Linked DNA regions of Sus scrofa: regions 2 and 3 are each linked to region 1. Evidence: chromatin contacts called from public Hi-C data. All regions are on one chromosome and are shown on one strand. The core of a region is the stretch at or near the end of the contact, and the rest is flanking DNA. Distances in the headings are between cores, read along the strand shown.

Evidence for each region. Hi-C and Micro-C count contacts between places; a contact is called where the count stands out from the background.
Region 2: a Hi-C map of omental adipose tissue shows a contact between it and region 1, with 4 times the contacts expected there. The contact joins the promoter of DTX1 here to the promoter of SLC8B1 in region 1. A contact is called at or near these places in 2 of 5 promoter capture datasets (fetal skeletal muscle and liver), 24 of 47 Hi-C or Micro-C datasets (alveolar macrophages, blood, brain and 12 more) and 2 of 2 datasets of contacts at active chromatin or transcription factors (alveolar macrophages and skeletal muscle).
Region 3: a Hi-C map of embryonic fibroblasts shows a contact between it and region 1, with 3 times the contacts expected there. The contact joins the promoter of DDX54 here to the promoter of SLC8B1 in region 1. A contact is called at or near these places in 2 of 5 promoter capture datasets (fetal skeletal muscle and liver), 27 of 47 Hi-C or Micro-C datasets (adipocytes, adipose tissue, alveolar macrophages and 13 more) and 2 of 2 datasets of contacts at active chromatin or transcription factors (alveolar macrophages and skeletal muscle).

What each region holds. Positions count from the first base shown.
Region 1 is chr14:38,806,583-38,809,814 of Sscrofa11.1, forward strand. It overlaps SLC8B1 (sodium/potassium/calcium exchanger 6, mitochondrial), which reads right to left and starts at 1,679. Exons shown (of 17, transcript XM_021073269.1): 1 at 1,479-1,679; 2 at 939-1,092; 3 at 63-299. The coding sequence starts at 218.
Region 2 is chr14:38,558,254-38,561,485 of Sscrofa11.1, forward strand. DTX1 (E3 ubiquitin-protein ligase DTX1) reads left to right here and starts at 1,452. Exons shown (of 12, transcript XM_021072393.1): 1 at 1,452-1,637; 2 at 2,138-3,128. The coding sequence starts at 2,870.
Region 3 is chr14:38,666,591-38,669,822 of Sscrofa11.1, forward strand. DDX54 (ATP-dependent RNA helicase DDX54) reads right to left here and starts at 1,676. Exons shown (of 20, transcript XM_021073260.1): 1 at 1,021-1,676. The coding sequence starts at 1,194. RITA1 (RBPJ-interacting and tubulin-associated protein 1) reads left to right here and starts at 1,496. Exons shown (of 4, transcript XM_005670684.3): 1 at 1,496-1,764; 2 at 1,927-2,067; 3 at 2,473-2,838. The coding sequence starts at 2,528.

The sequences.
Region 1 (3,232 bases), core at 429-2,928:
ATGCTCAATAAATACTTGAATATACCCCCCACCTGATGCCACTGTCTTGCCTGGATACTTACATCTACCAGGAGGGTCTGGTTCACACCTGAGGCTGGAAACTGGGAGCTACCGCGGGGCCCTGTAGATGGGCCCCTGGCTCCAGACACTGTCTGCACCATCAGCAGCACCTGGAGCACACTCAGCACCCAGCACAGATTCAGCAGTCCTCCAGCCATCAGCCCCAAGGGGCCTGGCCCTCACCCTCTTCTTCCCTTTCTATGGCGTTTTCGTTTCAAACAGCTGGCACCTCCAATGGCCTATAAGGTAGAAGAGAGAGAGAGAGAGAAATGGTGTCAACCCATGACTGCAGGACCCAACAGGAAGGCCCTGAAAACTTTTTCAGTTGAAAAACTGTCCTTTCTCCTCCCCTCACCAAAGGAGAGCCAGTGTAGAAACCCATATTCTGGATGGGCCTGACTCAATCAGCATGCAGATTGGCTAGCCCTTCTTCCTGAGCCCCTGGTAGTGTTTCCAAGGAAACCTAGGCCAATAACTCCTCTAATGGGGAAATCAGGTCCTGGGGGAAGTGAATTGCTCAAAGTCACCCAGCGGGTTAGCAGCAGAGTGGGGCTGAACTTTAGCTCTGTCTTTTCCCTCAGCACCAGGGAAAAACCAGCTTTGCTTTTCTTCCAAAGAAATTAAACAGGAAAGAAAAAAAGAGTCCTTGGCACACTAATTTCCTCCTTTTGGCTCTTCCACATGTTGTAGATGAGCATGTTTTGTTTTGGCTTCAAGGAAAACAAAGCCCAGAAAACATTTTGCTTTGGGTTTTTTGTTTGTTTAATTCTTTGCTCACCTGGCAGGGGCAGAAGAGGGGAGGAAGAGGTTGGCGGCGGGGGTGCGGTGGGGATGGAAAAAAGGGGGCGGAAGGACCAGCCCCAGCACTCTCAACTCACCTTTGATAGCCTCCTCCCTCCTGTTGTTCTCCGTAACTGCACCTGGCAGAGACTTGGGGCGAGATACTCCAGCTCCGCAATTCAGTCTCAGCCACTTAAGAGCTGTGCGGCCTTGGAGAGGTCACTTCATTTCTCTGAACCTCTGATTCCTCATCTGTAAAACGAAGACAAATGGTGGCGCGTCGGAGCAAACGCTAAGGGCTCGCGCCTCAGATGTACCCCAACTTGAGGATCAGCACGTGTCTCCTCTCTACCGGCCGGCCGATTTCTTATACTCATTCATGAGGAAGCATTTATGGAGCGCCGCCTGTGCGCCTGTCCGAGGCCAGGTGCTCAGAGGCTCAGAAGATATGCAGACCTGGTAGGAAGAGGCAGAGGTCAGGAAACTCGGGCTTCAATCACTTTTGCCGCTGCACTTTCTAGGTACGAGACCCCGGGAAGGTCAATGTACTCCGTTTCCCAATCTGCGCGGACGTTGAGTTCAACTTCGGGTGCCTGGTCTTCCTGCTGCGCCCAGCTGGGCGGGGAAGCTCCGCTTACCTCGGGCTGGGCCTCGAACCCGCAAACTCCGCACCTCGACCCCGCCGGGCTTCGAGGCCTTTCCAGTCCCAGCGCGCTGGCAGGCGCCGCCCGACCTTCCGCCCTCGACGCGGCAGCAGACCAGAGCTCCCAGCCCGCTGCAGCGTCTGAGTTTGGTTCCGAGGCTCGGCCCTGATTTGGCCCCGGCGAGCCCCGCGCCGGCCACGCCCCTTAACAACCCCGCCCAGACACCACGCCCCCAAGGGCTCGTCCCGCCCCTTCCCTTAAAGGCACAGGCCCCCTGGGAGGTCCTGCGGGTCTTCCCCACTCTCCTCCTCTCAGTGCCCCTTGCCTGTCGGTTCTGCTTTCGCCTCTAAAGCAGACGCTGAGATGAAACCTAATGGTTATAAACGGTAGGAGATCGGAGAGGCTCATTATAAGGTGAAACTAAAGGGCTCTATTCCCAAGGGAGGTGTGGGCACGCTGATGTCAAAATACTTCTGGTGGGAGTTCCCGTCGTGGCGCAGTGGTTAACGAATCCGACTAGGAACCATGAGGTTGAGGGTTCGATCCCTGCCCTTGCTCAGTGGGTTAACGATCCGGCGTTGCCGTGAGCTGTGGTGTAGACCGCAGGCACGGCTCGGATCCCGCAGGCACGGCTCGGATCCCGCATTGTTGTGGCTCTGGCGTAGGCTGACAGCTACAGCTCCGATTCGACCCCTAGCCTGGGAACCTCCATATGCCGTGGGAGTGGCCCAAGAAATGGCAAAAAGACAAAAATAAAATAAAATAAAATAAAATTGACTTTTTTTTTTTTTTTTTTTGCTATTTCTTTGGGCCGTTCCAGCGGCACATGGAGATTCCCAGGCTAGGGGTTGAATCGGAGCTGTAGCCCCTGGCCTACACTAGAGCCACAGCAACGCGGGATCCGAGCCGAGTCTGCAACCTACACCACAGCTCACGGCAACGCCGGATCATTAACCCACTGAGCAAGGGCAGGGACCGAACCCGCAACCTCATGGTTCCTAGTCGGATTCGTTAACCACTGCGCCACGACAGGAACTCCAATGAAATAAAATTGAAAAAAAAATACTTCTGGTAATCAGTGCTAAGAAGTATTTGAGAAGATCCCAGGCAGGGAACGCTCCGTTTTACACACCAATATTTCGGCTGTCCTGCCTGAAATGCCTGTTTGGGAGATCTCCTAATTGGGTTCATTTCCCTCTATTAGGGTGGCTTTTTTTTTTTTTTTTTTCTCTTTTTCCTTTTTTTTCTTTTTCTTTCTATGGCTGTATCCGAGGCATATGGAAGTTCCCAGGTTAGGGGTCCAATCAGAGTGGCAGCTGCCAGCCTACACCACAGCCACAGCCAGGCCAGATTCCAGCTGGGTCTACTTACACTACAACCCACAGCAACGCTGGATCCTTAATCCACTGAGTGCGGCCAGGGATTGAACCTGTGTCCTCAAGGATACCAGTCGGTTTTGTTAATGGCTAGCCACAATGGGAACTCCCTAGTAGTGTGGCTTTTGAAAGAAGAATATGGCAAATAGGTCAAAACAGGGGCATTAGTGATCTACTCGCCCTGATAGATGTAGTCCCCCCTCTCCAGTTTCCCAGCCTCCTGGGCAAGTTCTGATCCTCTCTGTCTTTCCTTCCATTGGGGTGGGGTGTGGCAGGGCACCAAGGCTGGAACTGGGGATGCTGAAACTGAGGGCGGCTCAGCCCTCCCAAGCCGCTCCAACAGCCTTGCTTCCACTTCCACACTTTGCACAC
Region 2 (3,232 bases), core at 202-2,701, 250 kb before region 1:
CGATTAAGTAATAAACACCAGCCACACCACACAAAGATGAGTAAGACACAGTCTCCGATCTCATGGATGGCTCATTCTAGCAGGGACAAATTCCATTGAAGTGGCTCATTGTGATATAGGGTGTCACATCAAGGTATGTGCAAAGGAACACAGAGGAAGATGGGACAAGTTCAGGGAAGGCTTCCTGGAGGAGGTGACATTTAGTCAGACCTTAAATAGCATTATACAGTCTGGAGTCATGGGTTCTTTCCAACTTGCTGCTAAATTTCCATGTAACTTTGAGCCAGTTTCTTCTCCATCCCGGAATCCTCAGATCCTTGTCTGTAACATAAGGGTGTTACAGCATCAACTCTGAATCTTTGGGGTCACAACCTCCGTGGAGAAGAATCTGCTGAAAGCCAGAGCCCTGCTAAAAAAAAAAGTACAGACATGTAAGTTTGTCTGTAAGGGGAGGGCGGGGCTTCATGGACCCCTGGAAATCCTAGGCTAAATGCCCAGAGCTCAACCATCCTGTTGGAGCAATAGCACTGCAGAGCTGGCCCTGCCCTCCGACAGAGCCGCTCTCTTTAGTCTGCAGCAGGCACAAGCAAACAGAATCACAGCCCAATCTGGAGAGGCCCTTGGGCACTGGGCTGCAGGAGAAAACAGGGGCCTGGAGAAGAGGCAGTCACTCCAGTTAGCTGGGGAATTGAGTTAGGTTCTGGGAAATCTCCCCTGAGCAGTCTGCCCTGACTTTGTCCCGTTCATCACCATCTGCCCTGGAGAGGAAGAGGAGCGTGGGCCGTGCTGGACAGGCTCCAACAGACCGCTGACCCCCATCTGCCGCCCAGGCTGGAGTTCCCGGACACATCCTTCATCCTCCCTAATCTAAACACCCACAGGCTCCGGGTGGTCCATCCCCTTGCCAGATGTTATGCGGTTCTCAGTTGCATCCAGCTTGCCAGGGACAGGAGGGCTGGCCATCCCATTAACACTTGAGCTACTGCCACCACCTGCCTCCCTTTTCATCCAGCCAAACCTCATCTGGCATTTATTGAGCACCTGTTGTTTGCAGCATCCCTGAATGATATGGCGGTGGGCCTACCCTTACCCTCCTCCAAAATCTTTCTTTAAACAATCTCTGGATCTTAGTCATTTGTTCAAGCATTTATTGAGCATCTATTGTGTACAGGCCCTGGACTGGGCAACTGGAATGTAACCCATGACTAAGATTCAAGCTGGCACTCCATGGACACCCCAGTCCATACTTCGCACCATGCTGGGGTCAGGAGGCCTCCTGGGGTCCCAGGTGGGCCTAGCCCAGGATATGGGGCGCCCCGGGGACTCGCGTGTCAGCGTTTAGGGCCGCGGTCTGTCTCCTCCCCTTCCTCCTTCTCCGCCCCCTCCCCCTTCCCTCCCCTGAGCGCGGCCGCGGCCGCCTCCCACCCGCGGGATTCCGGCGTCCGGCAGCAGGCACACGCGTCCGTCGGTCGGCAGGGTAGTAGGTCCGCACGCCGAAAGCCCAGCGCCCTGGTGCGCGGCCTGGGAGAGAAAGGGCGCGGAGGCGGGACCGAGGCTCCCTCCCACTCCGGGGGGAGCCCAGGAGGCGGCCGGGCTGGAGCTTGAGCCGGAGAAGAAGGCAGAGCAGAGGAGAAGCGGTGAGAGCGCGGGGTGCTTGGGGACCCCACCCCCGGCTCCTTTGGGAGGTCCGCGCGCGCTTTGGGGAGGTCTGGGCTGGAGAAGGGGGACTGTTACCCCCAGGGCGGAAGGCATTGACCATCCAGCTCCCGGCTTCGCCTCCTCGGTGACGCGACCCCCGAGGGGCCCTGGGCCGCGCCTGCAGCGCCGCGCATCCTCGCATATCCCCGCGCACCCTGCATCCCTCGGCTGGGCGTGCGGGCCCCGGGGGAGGGGAGCGCTCAGGGAGCTGAGGAGGGGGCGCCGCAGGCGAGGAGGCTCGGAAAATTTCGCCCGCAGCCCCATCCCTCCCTTCAGGCCTGCCCTTAGGGACCGAGACCACGCGACCCCCTTTAGCCCCCCTTGCTCACCCCCCCCATCGGTTCCCCATTGTTCTCAGCCGATTGCTCTCCCGGGAAGGGGGGAGGGGGTGCCGCGCTCTATTCTTAAAGGGCCCTCTCCCCTTCTTGTTTCCTGGCAGGTCGCGAGCACGAGTGGGGTGGGGCGTGCCCACGGGCCCCCGCCCCCCTCGTCCCCTAGCCCAGCTCCGGGAGCCGCTGCCCGGGCCGCCAGGCTGGGGATACGCGCCTCCCCCCTCCCCCGTGCGTTCTTCAGCCACTCAGGCCTTCCAGGACGCTGTGGATCCGGAACAAGGGGGACGGGGACGCCCCCCTTCAACAGAAGCCGTCGGGGGGGGCGGACCCGAGGCAAGGCAAGCAGCCCAACTGGAGCCAGGCTCGGGGTCTGGGACGCAGTTGGGAGCGCAGAGGGCTGGCCGGGCGCTGCAGAGAACAGCAGGCTGGGCCGGGCCTCCTGGGTGACAGGCCCTGCGCGGCCAGGAAGAACGGGAGACCAGCAGGAGAGAGCCCGGACCTAAAGTAGTGGCGTCTGCCTCACTCCCTGATCTGAGCTGGGGACACCAAGGAATTGAGAGCGCCGTTTTCCCCATCAGAAGAAAGACACTTGCTCATCCAGAGAAGCACCTTTATCTGAGACAGCTCTGCCGCCAAGGGGTCCTTGGAGCCTGGAACACCATCCCACACTCCTTTAACTGAGGCCTCTGGGCCTCAGAGAGGGCCAGGAGTTAGAAAGGAGGCCAGACAGTCCTTGCTGTCCTCCCTGGGGAGAGAGGAATTTCCCCACCGGATCCCAGGCCCAAAAGGAGCTGGGCCAGGAATATAGCGGGGTCCTGGCCCCTGAGGCAACAGCGGCCATGTCACAGCCAGGCCAGGGCGTGATGGTGCCGGTGAACGGGCTGGGCTTCCCACCGCAGAATGTGGCCCGGGTGGTGGTGTGGGAGTGGCTGAATGAGCACAGCCGCTGGCGGCCCTACACGGCCACTGTGTGCCACCACATCGAGAACGTGCTTAAGGAGGATGCCCGGGGTTCCGTGGTCCTGGGGCAGGTGGACGCCCAGTTGGTGCCCTACATCATCGACTTGCAGTCCATGCACCAGTTTCGCCAGGACACAGGTGAGTGGACTCGCTACCCTCCCCACCCCACTACCACCATCACTATCACCACACCACCTTTCAGTGGGATGCTGAAATGCCCCCAGCATCCCTGAGGAGAGAGC
Region 3 (3,232 bases), core at 426-2,925, 140 kb before region 1:
AATGTCTGAACACTGTCATCTCAGTCTTTCCACAGTTTTCGAGATGCACATAATCCATTGCTTTCTATGTGTGTGGAAACTGAAGCTCAGAGAGGTTAAGCAACTTCTCCCATATCCTCCAGCCAGTACAAGATTGGGTCAAATTTGAAAATAGGGCTGTGCCTTGGTCCATATTTACAGAGGATCTACTATATGAGGCTCAGGTGGAATAAGGTTCCCATCTGGTCCCTGCCTCCGAGGGTAGAACCCTCTCTACATATAAACGCTTCTCTGTGCCTGGCAGCCGCTACGCACAAGGCTGTGAGAAATACTGGGCTACAGCGCTTTTCCACGTTGGTGTTCACACCTACCGCCGCCCCCCTGCCGCCCCTTGCATACAGTTAACATTCAGTAGAGGAAACAGCACGGGGACTGGAACCATACAGTCCGAGATTTGAATCCTTGCTCTCCCACTCACAAGCCCTGAGATCTTGGTCACGTTCCTTTAACCCCTCTAGGCCTAGGTTTCCTCCTCTGGAAAATCAGGATGGCTACTTAGCTCACCGGGTGGGTGTAAGGATTAAATGATAAGGTTTGTAAAGCTCTTAGCGCCGGAGCCTGGCACATAATAAGCGATCAACAAAAGCAAGTCTAACTTATTATTAGTTTCCAAAAGTTTGGGGGAGCCACGGTCTCAAGCCAAGCGGTGAAGCCTTCTCCTAATTCATCCTCCCAAGAATCCCCCAAACTCTCCAAGTCCGATCTTCAGCATCCGCACTTTCCATTGGATGAGTGGGAATCAGGACCCGTTCCCCGGCTAGGAAGTAGCCAATGAGAAGCAAGAAACTGAGAGCCGGCCCGGAAGGCCCGCAGGCCCCAGCCCCTGGAGCACATGAGCCTCAGGCCGGAGGTCCTGACCCAACCCCAGGCCAGACGACCTCTCCCCACCTTCAGCCGTGCCCACTCCTCAGCTGGGGAAACTCAAGCTGCGAGGCGCTGCACGGAGCCAGCGCTTGGGCTCCGACATATATGCGTTCCTACCTTCTGGGCCCGGGCGTCATCTTGCGCCTGGATCTCAAACTCGCCGTCCTCCGAGTCGCTGCTGCGGGACTGGGAGGCCGCTCCCCGGCGCTTCCGGAGCCCCTTCTTTTTCCTCCATTGGGCCATGGCAGCTCCGGACCGCTGTGCGGCCGCCGGGCGCCTGCCGGCAGCCATGCGGGCCCCGGCGCCGAGAAACAGGAGGGAGCGGAGTCTGCCGGAATGTACCAACGGCGCGTTTGGGGCGGGGGTGGGCCTCTACGCGGCCGCTGCTGCGTTCCCTCCCCTCTCGCAGCCTCCGGATGCTTGACACACAATGCGCGCGCCCACAGTGTCGTCTCACCGGCGTGAGATACCCCTCCCCAAGGCTTTGGGGAACTCCAGGTGGCGTCCGGAACGGGGAGCCCTGACCACCTCGGGAGCGAATGGTTCCGGCCGGCTCGCCGGGGCCTGCGGTTGGAGGGCTGGTGGTTGGTTGCTGTTTGATGCGCGTGCGGACCTGACGTCGCTAGGGCTTGACTTCCCTGGTCCAGTCCGTCGGCGCTTTGCCCGGGCTGTCCGCGCGGTGCCCGGGTCGGGGGCTGGGGGTGGCCTGAGCAGCCGAGGGTCGCGGGCTCCTGAGAGTCGGAGCTGCAGATCTCGGGTGTACCGCGCGCTGCAGGTGCCAGAACGCCCCCGCAAAGGAGTCCAGACTTGGGGGGAGGGGCCATAGAATTGCGGCCGACATCAGCAATACAAAATGCTCAGGTAGGAAAGTAACTCCAGGTTGCCGGCACCTCAGACGTCAGCCGGGATTTTGATTTGGGGATCGGCGAATAACAGACTGGGCGTGATCCTTCAGTAGTACAATAGTTGAGTGCACAAGCTCTAGAATTCTATCAGGTTCAGATTCAACTCCCACTGTTTTAGCTTATAGGTGTGACTGACATTTGTGACTTCAGCTTTTGAAGCCCCAGTTTTGTCATCTGTAGAATGGACGTAATGGAAGCTATGTCACAGGACCGTTGAGAAGATTAAATGAGACAATGCTTATGAAGCACTTTGCAAGAGGTAGGCTTGGGATTATGCTGGTTATTATACCTGCCCCGTAAACATGTACAGCATATAGGGACTTCCCTTGTCTCCCCTTCCTTTGTTTTCTGGTTGGTGCCAAAATGGGCACAAGCCCAATCTCTTCTCCAATCCCCTAGCATTCTGTAAATATTTGTTGAGCACACAGTGTATGCCGGAAGTACATGTTTATTCATGAAATTTTGGCCAGTAGGACCCCCGTCCCTGTCATCCTGACAACTAAAAAAGGGTCAGATTTCCAAAATGTGCCCTGGGATTGGCAGCTCCCCTTTGAGGAGGTCTGGTTAAGGGAGAATGTGACCTTTTTGCCCTGGGGATGGGAATTTATGTGACTGCCAGTCTTTGCTGATGACAGATGGTTGCCACCATGACCGTTTTTCACAGGGAGCCCTGGAGGCAGGGCCTGGAAGGCAGAGCACAACTGCTGTCACCAGAGACCATGGGCAGCATGAAGACCCCAGTTGAGCTGGCCATCAGTGGGATGCAGACCCTCCATGTTCAGCAACGCTGCCGGGGCAACCACCGGGTCAATGTTAGGCCGTCATACGTGGATGAGACTTTGTTTGGCAGTCCTGCAGGCACCCGGCCCACACCACCAGATTTTGACCCACCCTGGATGAAGAAAGCCAACAGAACCAGAGGAGTGGGTACAGGGGCATCACAGGCCTCAGGAGCCAACAGGAGCTGTGAGACCAGCTCTTCCAGGGGTAGCATCCCAACCCCCACACCAAGGAAGAAGAACAAGTACAGGTAACAGGCCAGGGAGATGCCCTGCTGTTCACATGCTGTGTGGCCTTGGGCAAGCACTTTGAATTCTCTGAGCTGCGATTTCCTCACAGTGGAAGGTGGTACCTAGTGGGATTATTGAGAGGATTAAACGAGATGAGACTTTACAGTGCTTGGCACAATAACCTGACAATTAAAAAGCTCTCAATAAATGGTGGTGATGATGGTTGTGATGGTGCAATAACCATCCCCAGATGTCTTAGGCTGGTCTTCTGAGGCCCAGAGGGGTCAGGTGATTTGCCCAAGATCACACAGCAGTTTGCATAAGATTATTAGTGTGGTTGATTGATAAAATAACACAGATGTGATTCCACATTTCATCAAGTTATTCATAAAATGGCTCCTGCTGCATTTTCAT